Regions from separate parts of the Oryza sativa genome. Here region 2 is linked to region 1. The links are chromatin contacts, called in public ChIA-PET maps. All regions are on one chromosome and are shown on one strand. Each heading gives the region's core, a stretch centred on a gene start, on an enhancer-like site or on the middle of the called end of the contact. The rest is flanking DNA. Distances are from core to core; before and after follow the strand shown. Region 1 holds the start of LOC4335914 (mitogen-activated protein kinase kinase kinase 3). Region 2 holds the start of LOC4335922.

Region 1 (3,915 bases), core at 379-2,878:
TTACTTCATGCAAGAAAAGTGAGATGGTGACTTTAGCACATAGTATATATAAATGGCATGGTTTATTTTTGTCAAATCCCTTTCATGTCTGAAAGCGACGATTCCTCGCATACATGCTTTTGGGACCAATGTACTGAAACTTTTATAGAGTTTAGGACAGCACAACCCACACGCAAATTCCACTTAGATACACTAATAGTTCACTTATTAGCTAACCTGGAAAAATGTTGTTTAAGAAGATATGCTCTGATCTTGCACTGTTTGATTACTCCCATTGCAAAATGAGTAGTAGCAGTTTTCTAGCACATGGAAATATGGCATCATTGTGTGGAAATGTTAGTCTGATTGGTCTAGTGGTGGGACAATCCCATTGGCGTGGCATTCCAATTTCTGGCTTAAGACCATAAATAATGCAAAGTTGCAAACCACATTAAATAATTACACATTACATGAGCTATTGGACAGTTACAACTAGCTTGTTGCTACTTGTATTATGAAGTCTTAACATACAGGAGTACAGGAGTATGTCTCTACATTCATATTTAATTTAATCTTAATTTTGAAGTAGCTACCATTTTTTTAAAAGGTAATCCTCTCGTAGGTTCAAATGATGTTATCTGTGCAACACCACAATAAATATCTATGACTTATTATTAGTTGCATGACATCGTAATAAAATTGTTACTCATTTTCTAAGAGTATAATGTTACTTATTTTCGAACAATTGTTCGTCTTATTAAAAAATATTGTACATATACAATACAAGTCATATGTTAAAGTGTCTTTAATGATAAAACAAGTCAAAAACAAATAAATGATACTACTACTTAGTTTTTTTCTAATAAGACAAAGGGTGAACATAGGTAACGGCTTTTGATGTTATTAGATCAGGTACAATAGCAAGCTATAAGCTAGCTACAAATATATTTTAAGAAGAAAAATAAGGAGAGAGAAAAGCAGCGGGCTACAGATTTATACCAGCTGTAGCACGGACTCTAAGACACAGTATGTGTATGACATGTGGGATCATGTATTAATCGTGTAGTATATAACTATTATATGGATGAGCTATTAGATTGGCTATAGTTGGATTGGAGCTAGTAGTTGGCTATTAAACTTGCTTTTACAAGCCGCCGTTGTGTACAGTGTACTCCTCCGGTGTGTGCTCAACACGTCCCCGCTTGGCGTGCGTCACCAAACCTCCCTCCCGACCCGAACCCGACGCGCGCACCGCACCGCACCCGTCTACCAGACTACCAGTACCACCACCCGCGTTCCGCGAAGATTCGGCACGGGACACACACGGTGAAAAAGGAAAAAAAGGCGAAAGCCAACACACGCACGAGCGCAAAAAAAAAAAAGAAAAAGAAAAAAAGACGCGCTGGCCCCACCTCGCAGAGCCGCCGCGCGCAAGTGGCGGGAGAGGAGAGAGCGAGCTGGTAGTAGTAGTAGCACTCCGCTTACAGCTAGCCGCGCACACCACCTGTCACTGGCAGGTGGGGCCATCCACGGTTCGAGGACGCGGAGCCCCGCTTGACGGTGAGAAGCATTTACTTGGCTCGGGACCCACCTGAGCGCCACTTGCTCGCAGCAACCACTAGTACTCGCGCGCGCGAGCACACCTCTCAATCCCCCGCATTTTTTGCTTGGGTTTTTTAGACAAGAAAATAATTGGAAAAAAAAATATCTCCTCCTCCTCCTCTCCGACTAAAAGCGTCGCCGCCGCCGCGTCGTCTCCTTCCTCGCGCCTTCCTCTCTCTCTCTCTCCTCGCTTCCCCGCGCCGCCGCCGCCGCCGCCTGAGCTCGGCGGCAGCAGGGGGACGATAGGTGGTGTGGTGCTTTGCTCCGGCGCAGCGTGCTGCTGATCGCGCGCGCGATGCCCGCGTGGTGGCCACGGAAGTCGAGGTCGAAGGCGAAGGGCGTGGGGAAGCCCCCCGGGGCAGGGGCGGCCTCCGCGGCGTCGTCCCCGCGCAAGTCGCTCGACCTCGTTGACCTCTCCGCCTCCCCCTCGGTGACCCCCCGGGCGAGGGAGAAGGCGCGCAGCCTCGACTCGCCGTCGGCCGCCGCGCCGCGGCATGGGGGCGGGCGGTGTGGTGGGGGGTTCGGGGAGGTCGGGTACAAGCTCCCCGTGCCCGTGGGTGACGCGGGGCCGGGGGGGCAGGGGCAGGGGCAGGAGCCGGAGTTGGAGCCGGCTCCTGTAAGGTTCGAGGAGAACGGGGATGTGGTGGGCGGCGTCGCCGGCGACGCCTCGTCGGAGGAGTTGAGCGTGTGCTCGCATGATTCGTCGGACGAGGCGACGGATCAGCAAGTATGTAGGTAAGTGTGCGATCGTGGAATACCTCAGCCTGTTCGATTTCTATTTCTCGGGGGGTGCAACGTGCAATTCCAGATATATAGGTATTGTGATCAAAATTTGGGGAATTTCATGATCTGATAAGCGTAGCATGTAGGCTTCGTGCGTTACTTTCCCCACTAATTTCGTGTGAATGGCTTTACTCGGCTTTGCTACTTGCTTTTAAGTGTTCCTAGTCAAGTGCAGAGTTGGGGACGTGATGAATGAACAGTGTGGCTTCGTACCAACTCTACAAGTTGACCTTTTCCCATGGTCGTTTCAGATTACTTCCAGTTCGGGAATCCTAAGCCATTTATTTTTCTTTCTCTGCTAAATATGTATTGCACACAGGATTACTCGGGACGCTAAGGTGTGTTAATGGTTGGACAAAGAATTTTAAAAAGGCTGAATAGTTGTTTCTTTTGTTGCCCTGGAGTCACCATTCTGTTGAAACGTGTATTTGGTTCTTGTGCTAAATCATTGACGTTCTCTCAACAATAATGTACAGTGCTTTTCGTTAATCATTATGCTCTGAACTTAATTTGACAACTTCTTTGAGTTGGACAATTTGAGAACTTTTTGAAGTATATAAATTCATATGACGTGCCTATGTTTAGGGGTACTTAAATTAGCGTATTGTTCCACAGCACATTGTTACAGTATTTATATATTTCATTTCAAAATTTGTGTTGATATAATATCTGATGATTCTTGGCTGCTTGGTGTAATTTCTAGGTCTACGGATCCGGCGTCTTTTGTCAGGGGAAGAAATATGCCATCTGACTCACATAAGATCCTAAATGAAGACAATCATTTCATGTCCTATAGCATGCCACGGGAGCATCGGAAGTTCTTCGAGGTTCCTGTCACTAATATGGGAGAACTTCATTTGCATTGTGATGATCTGTCAACTAGCGAAACTAGTTCACGTGGCAGAATGTTGCCCGAGGATTTTCTTGCTCCAAGAACAAGAAGCCTCTCCCCTGGACCGAAAGGCCATACTTTTGCTGTAAATAATGTAAATTCAAGGGAATTTGGTTTTAGTCCAAGGTCACCAGTAAAAATGATGGATGGATTGAAGAGCCCACCTCATCCTTTACCTCTTCCTCCAGGTCCTGCTACTTGTTCACCTCTTCCCCCATCTCCCACTGCTTACTCGCCTCACCCTCTAGGTCCCACTACTTGCTTGCAATCCGAATCACAATGGAAAAAAGGCAAATTGTTAGGGAGCGGTACATTTGGCCAGGTTTACCTTGGATTTAACAGGTATTGGAATCTTTCTATAGTTTGGCATTATTGTATTTTGGTATTACAATTTTGTATATGATGCATTGATTCCGCATTGAAAGCAATAATCCCTCGCGGAGTATATGATAAATTTTCATATTCCATTATTTGGGGTAATGAACTCAACAGTGAGATTAAGTGGCATCAGTTATTTTGCTGAATTTTATGGTGCCAAGGTCTTGATATGTACAGCAATTTGTACAAGAATTTGGTATATTCTGTGAGGTTGTGGTATTACCTAAATTTGTCCAATAGCAATTTGTGGTAGCATTCTTAGTTTATGATGAATCATGCAG
Region 2 (3,915 bases), core at 1,016-3,515, 84 kb before region 1:
AACAAACATACCTTCTGAAGCTTGCTTTCTAGCTGTTCTTGCAACTGTCTCCTCTCTGATTCTCTCTTGCTGCATACAGTCTTGGCAGCTCGTTGGATGTGCAAAATCCTAGCCTGGGCTTTCCTCTTCTCAGCTTCCAGCAATGCCAGTCGCTTCTTTTCAGCAGCATTGCGCTTTTGTAAGATCAAAGACTTGACTCGCTCCGTGTATTTCCTCTCAGATGTCTGTTTCCGCACAAGGGACCGCGCCGTTCTCTCCTTCATTGCCGCCCGCTTCTGCATATGTGCATGCAAAAGACGCATGCGATTTGCCTCTGCTTGACGAACACGAGACTCGACTCGAGTCCCGAGTTCTTCCCTTTCTTTCTCGATCCGCATTTCCACGATGTTCTTCGCCGCTTGTCGGAGTTCATCCAACTTGGCTAGCCTGTTCTGTGCCTTTGCCAAGAGGCTCAACCTGCAAGATACAAATAATTAGTATCAGACTCTCAGAGCTCCTCTAATTGCATAAGACCGCAAATAACTAATATCAGGCACTGTTTTTTTTCATTACCTTTTCTGCTCGGCGGCCTGAAGCTTCGCTTCGAGGCGCTGACCTTGATCTTCCTCTTGTGATGACCATGATGGGCTCCGCGGCTTCTTCCTCGCTTTGCAGGACACCCATTCATGGAATTGCTGCAAAGTGCAAACAACATATGACCATAAGCTATGTTGATCAATCATTTATCAATAAATACAGTACCAACATCTTAATAACAAATCAATCAAATATACTAGACCCAAATACGAGTCATACGATACGGTCCCAAAAAGAAGAAGAAAAAAACTTCAAGTGAACTGAACCTACCAAATCACATCAACCAAAAAAAGTTTCACCCCTATTACTTACTGGTCACCAAATTTTCAGTACTACAAGTGCGACGAAAGTTACTTCTAACTTCTAAGCGAATCCAAGTGTGGTCGGTGGTACACAAACTATTCATACCAAACTACCATAATCTTTTCACCGACGGGACACCATGTGCTGAATTGTTTGCTCATGACCCTTTTTCTACAACAAATATTATCTTCCTAATTTGAATATAAAAAAAAGAAATTATTTTACAGGCAACCTGTCGTAACTCGATGCAGACAACTAAATATGTTACTGATATCCACTGATTACTCTTTAGCAAACCGCAGGTAGAAACCAAAAGATAATTATATACTGCATTAAATTATTAGTGCAGTGTATATCCAACAAACAGATAAAAACGGGACCTTTTATATGGGGAAAGTACGCTTTAATCCAGAGCCGCAAAATCATGCGGCTGAGAGAAAATCGAATGGAAAAGAAATCGAATTCGAGGCACACGTGAACCCAACTTCATCTCACGACTACCTACCAAGAACAGAATCCCCCAAAGAATGTTACTTCAACTCCCCACCAGGAATCCCAACCACCAAAAACAAAAAAGAACCTCACTGCACAGAAATCCTTCCACGTAATCCCAACTTTGCGTCTCCACTAATCAGCCAAAATAAGTTTCCAATTAAAGTAGAACATAAGTGATTAAGAAAGAACTGGTCGTGAGTACCCCCCCCCCCAAAAAAAAAAAAACTGAAAATTAAGGACTAATCCTAGTCTAAAAATAGCAGCGAAATTCATCAAAACCACCACTCTGAACTGTTCATCAGCATGTAAAGGGCACTATGGTTTAATCAGTAGTAAAACATTTCTTACGAAACTCGAAACCGAAACAAAGCAACTCAAATTAAATCAAAAGGCTCCAAAAGCTTCGAATTCACAGTTCACTCTCGTCCCCCCACAATCCACCGCGAAGGACGAAATGAAAGAAAAGAAAAACAAAAACAAAAAAAGCGACGGAAAGGGAACCCGGACAGGGACACCTACCTGCCTCCGGAGCTCCGCCTCCTTCAGCTTCGCCTCGATCTCCTCCGCGCTCGTCGGCGCCCCGCCTCCGACGCGGCTCCCCTCCAGCAACCGCCGCCTGATCCTCGGCGGCATCCTCCCCGCCGCCGACGACTCCACCGCCGGTATCTCCATCGCCACCGGCTCCCGCACCACCATCCTCCTCCTCCTCCTCCCCCGATCAAACCACCAAACCAACCCGGCGGAATCAAACTCTACTACGGGCGAATCCCGCAAAGCAGACTCGCCTTCCTTCCTCGCGCTGCTTTACTCTTCCTCTCTTCTCCTCGACTTCTTCTTGGTTTTTCTTTTTTTTTTTTCCTCTCTCGAGAAGAAGTTAGTTTGTTCTGTTACGCTTTCCCGCCGTTCGCGTGAGGCGTCAATATATAACGGCGGGTGGAGGGAGTATTGGGAAGCGGTTTGCGAATCTCGAGGCGGATCGGACGGCAAGGCGGGGATGGAGGGGTGTTTCGGTAATTTGAGTAGGGGGTGTGTCACTGACGGCGTTAGGCCTTAGGGCGGGGGTGGGGGGGTTCGAGACGGTTCGGGGCGGTGGGGCCCCGCGCGGTTTTCTCGTTTGTGGATCGGGTTTTGGATTGGACGGAATTGCCCCTGTAGTGTAGGCGGCTTCGCTTTGGTGTCCGAATCCGGTTTTGCAAAGGTTAGGCTGCTTTTGCCTGTGGCCAATGAGTTGATCACTTTGTTATCCTCGTGGTGGATAATAATGGAGGTCTACGAGGCTATGGAAAAAAACGTGCATAGAGAAGATGTTTTTTTTTATTTTTTCTATGTGACTAATATAGAGGTCTGGCTAACACGTATGCGCCACCGTGGCATATACAGAGCGGGTTAGACAGCATTTTGATCTCCATGACACTCATTAGACAAAGTTTGGAGACTTGCATATTACATTTTAAGAATTTAGCGATCTAGATGACACACTTATACAAGTTTAGATATAGGCACCTGTGTACTTTGCTCATTTTCTAATTGTAATTTAATCTTGATTTGAATTTTGATATTTGAGAAAAATTTACGTGCATCTTTACTTTTTTCCTATTAATCATAGGAAAATACTAGTAAAAAATAATGGAACAAAGTTAGGAAAATACTAGTAAAAAATAATGGAACAAAGTTATTGATGAAGGATTATTTTTACACTTAAAATCAAATTTAAAATTTGAGAATTAGCTACATAATACACTTGTCAGTTGTGGCTGACTCACTGTTGGCCCGACGTTGCTTCGACTTTGACCATTGATAATTTTTTTAAATGGTTAAATTGTGTTAGATAAAAGTGCAATGGATAAAGGCGGTATATATCGGTTTGATATAGCGACCGATAAAAAATACCCTCCTCTAAAAAAAAGTGCAATGGATAGTACTTCGTACTCCAACATTTGCCTTGCAGTGCATCTGCCTGAGCTGCTGCTGGGACGGGCACGTCAGCGAGGCTCACGCCTGGCGTCGGAAACCGGAAGCGGATAACGTCCACGTGTGCCTCCTCCACGTAGCCTGCTGGTCAGTGACACGTGGGGCCAGATCTACGATGGCCCCACGGGTCAGTGAGGAGGTGCGGTATATTCTCAGGTGATTGCGTTTGCTGCTGCTGCTAGTTGGGGACACGCGTTTCCCCACTATGCAGGAGGGGCCAGGGGAAACGTGGCACGAGGAGAACGCTTACTTTCTCTCGTCTAATTACGCAACTGCCCTCACGATCATTTCTGGATTTCTGGCCAGCTTCCCTCACTCTGCACGTGTCACTTCTTTTGTCTTTAGGTGGTGTTTGGTTGGAGGGACTAAGGCCCTGTTTAGATGAGACTAAAACTTTTAAGTCCTTATCACATCAAATGTTTGAAAATTAATTATAAATATTAAACGTAGACTATTAATAAAACCCATCCATAATCTTGGACTAATTTGCGAGACGAATCTAATGAGCCTAATTAATCCATGATTAGCCTATGTGATGCTACAGTAAACATTCTCTAATTATAGATTAAT

Evidence for each region. ChIA-PET counts read pairs in DNA pulled down with a chosen protein or histone mark.
Region 2: an RNA polymerase II ChIA-PET map of leaf shows a contact between it and region 1, with 2.2 times the contacts expected there. The contact joins the promoter of LOC4335922 here to the promoter of LOC4335914 in region 1. A contact is called at or near these places in 1 of 15 Hi-C or Micro-C datasets (seedling) and 1 of 4 datasets of contacts at active chromatin or transcription factors (leaf).

What each region holds. Positions count from the first base shown.
Region 1 is chr4:22,156,423-22,160,337 of ASM3414082v1, reverse strand. LOC4335914 (mitogen-activated protein kinase kinase kinase 3) reads left to right here and starts at 1,628. Exons shown (of 11, transcript XM_015781026.3): 1 at 1,628-2,316; 2 at 3,068-3,598. The coding sequence starts at 1,877.
Region 2 is chr4:22,241,115-22,245,029 of ASM3414082v1, reverse strand. It overlaps LOC4335922, which reads right to left and starts at 2,265. Exons shown (of 9, transcript XM_015780602.3): 1 at 1,894-2,265; 2 at 553-674; 3 at 12-456. The coding sequence starts at 2,070.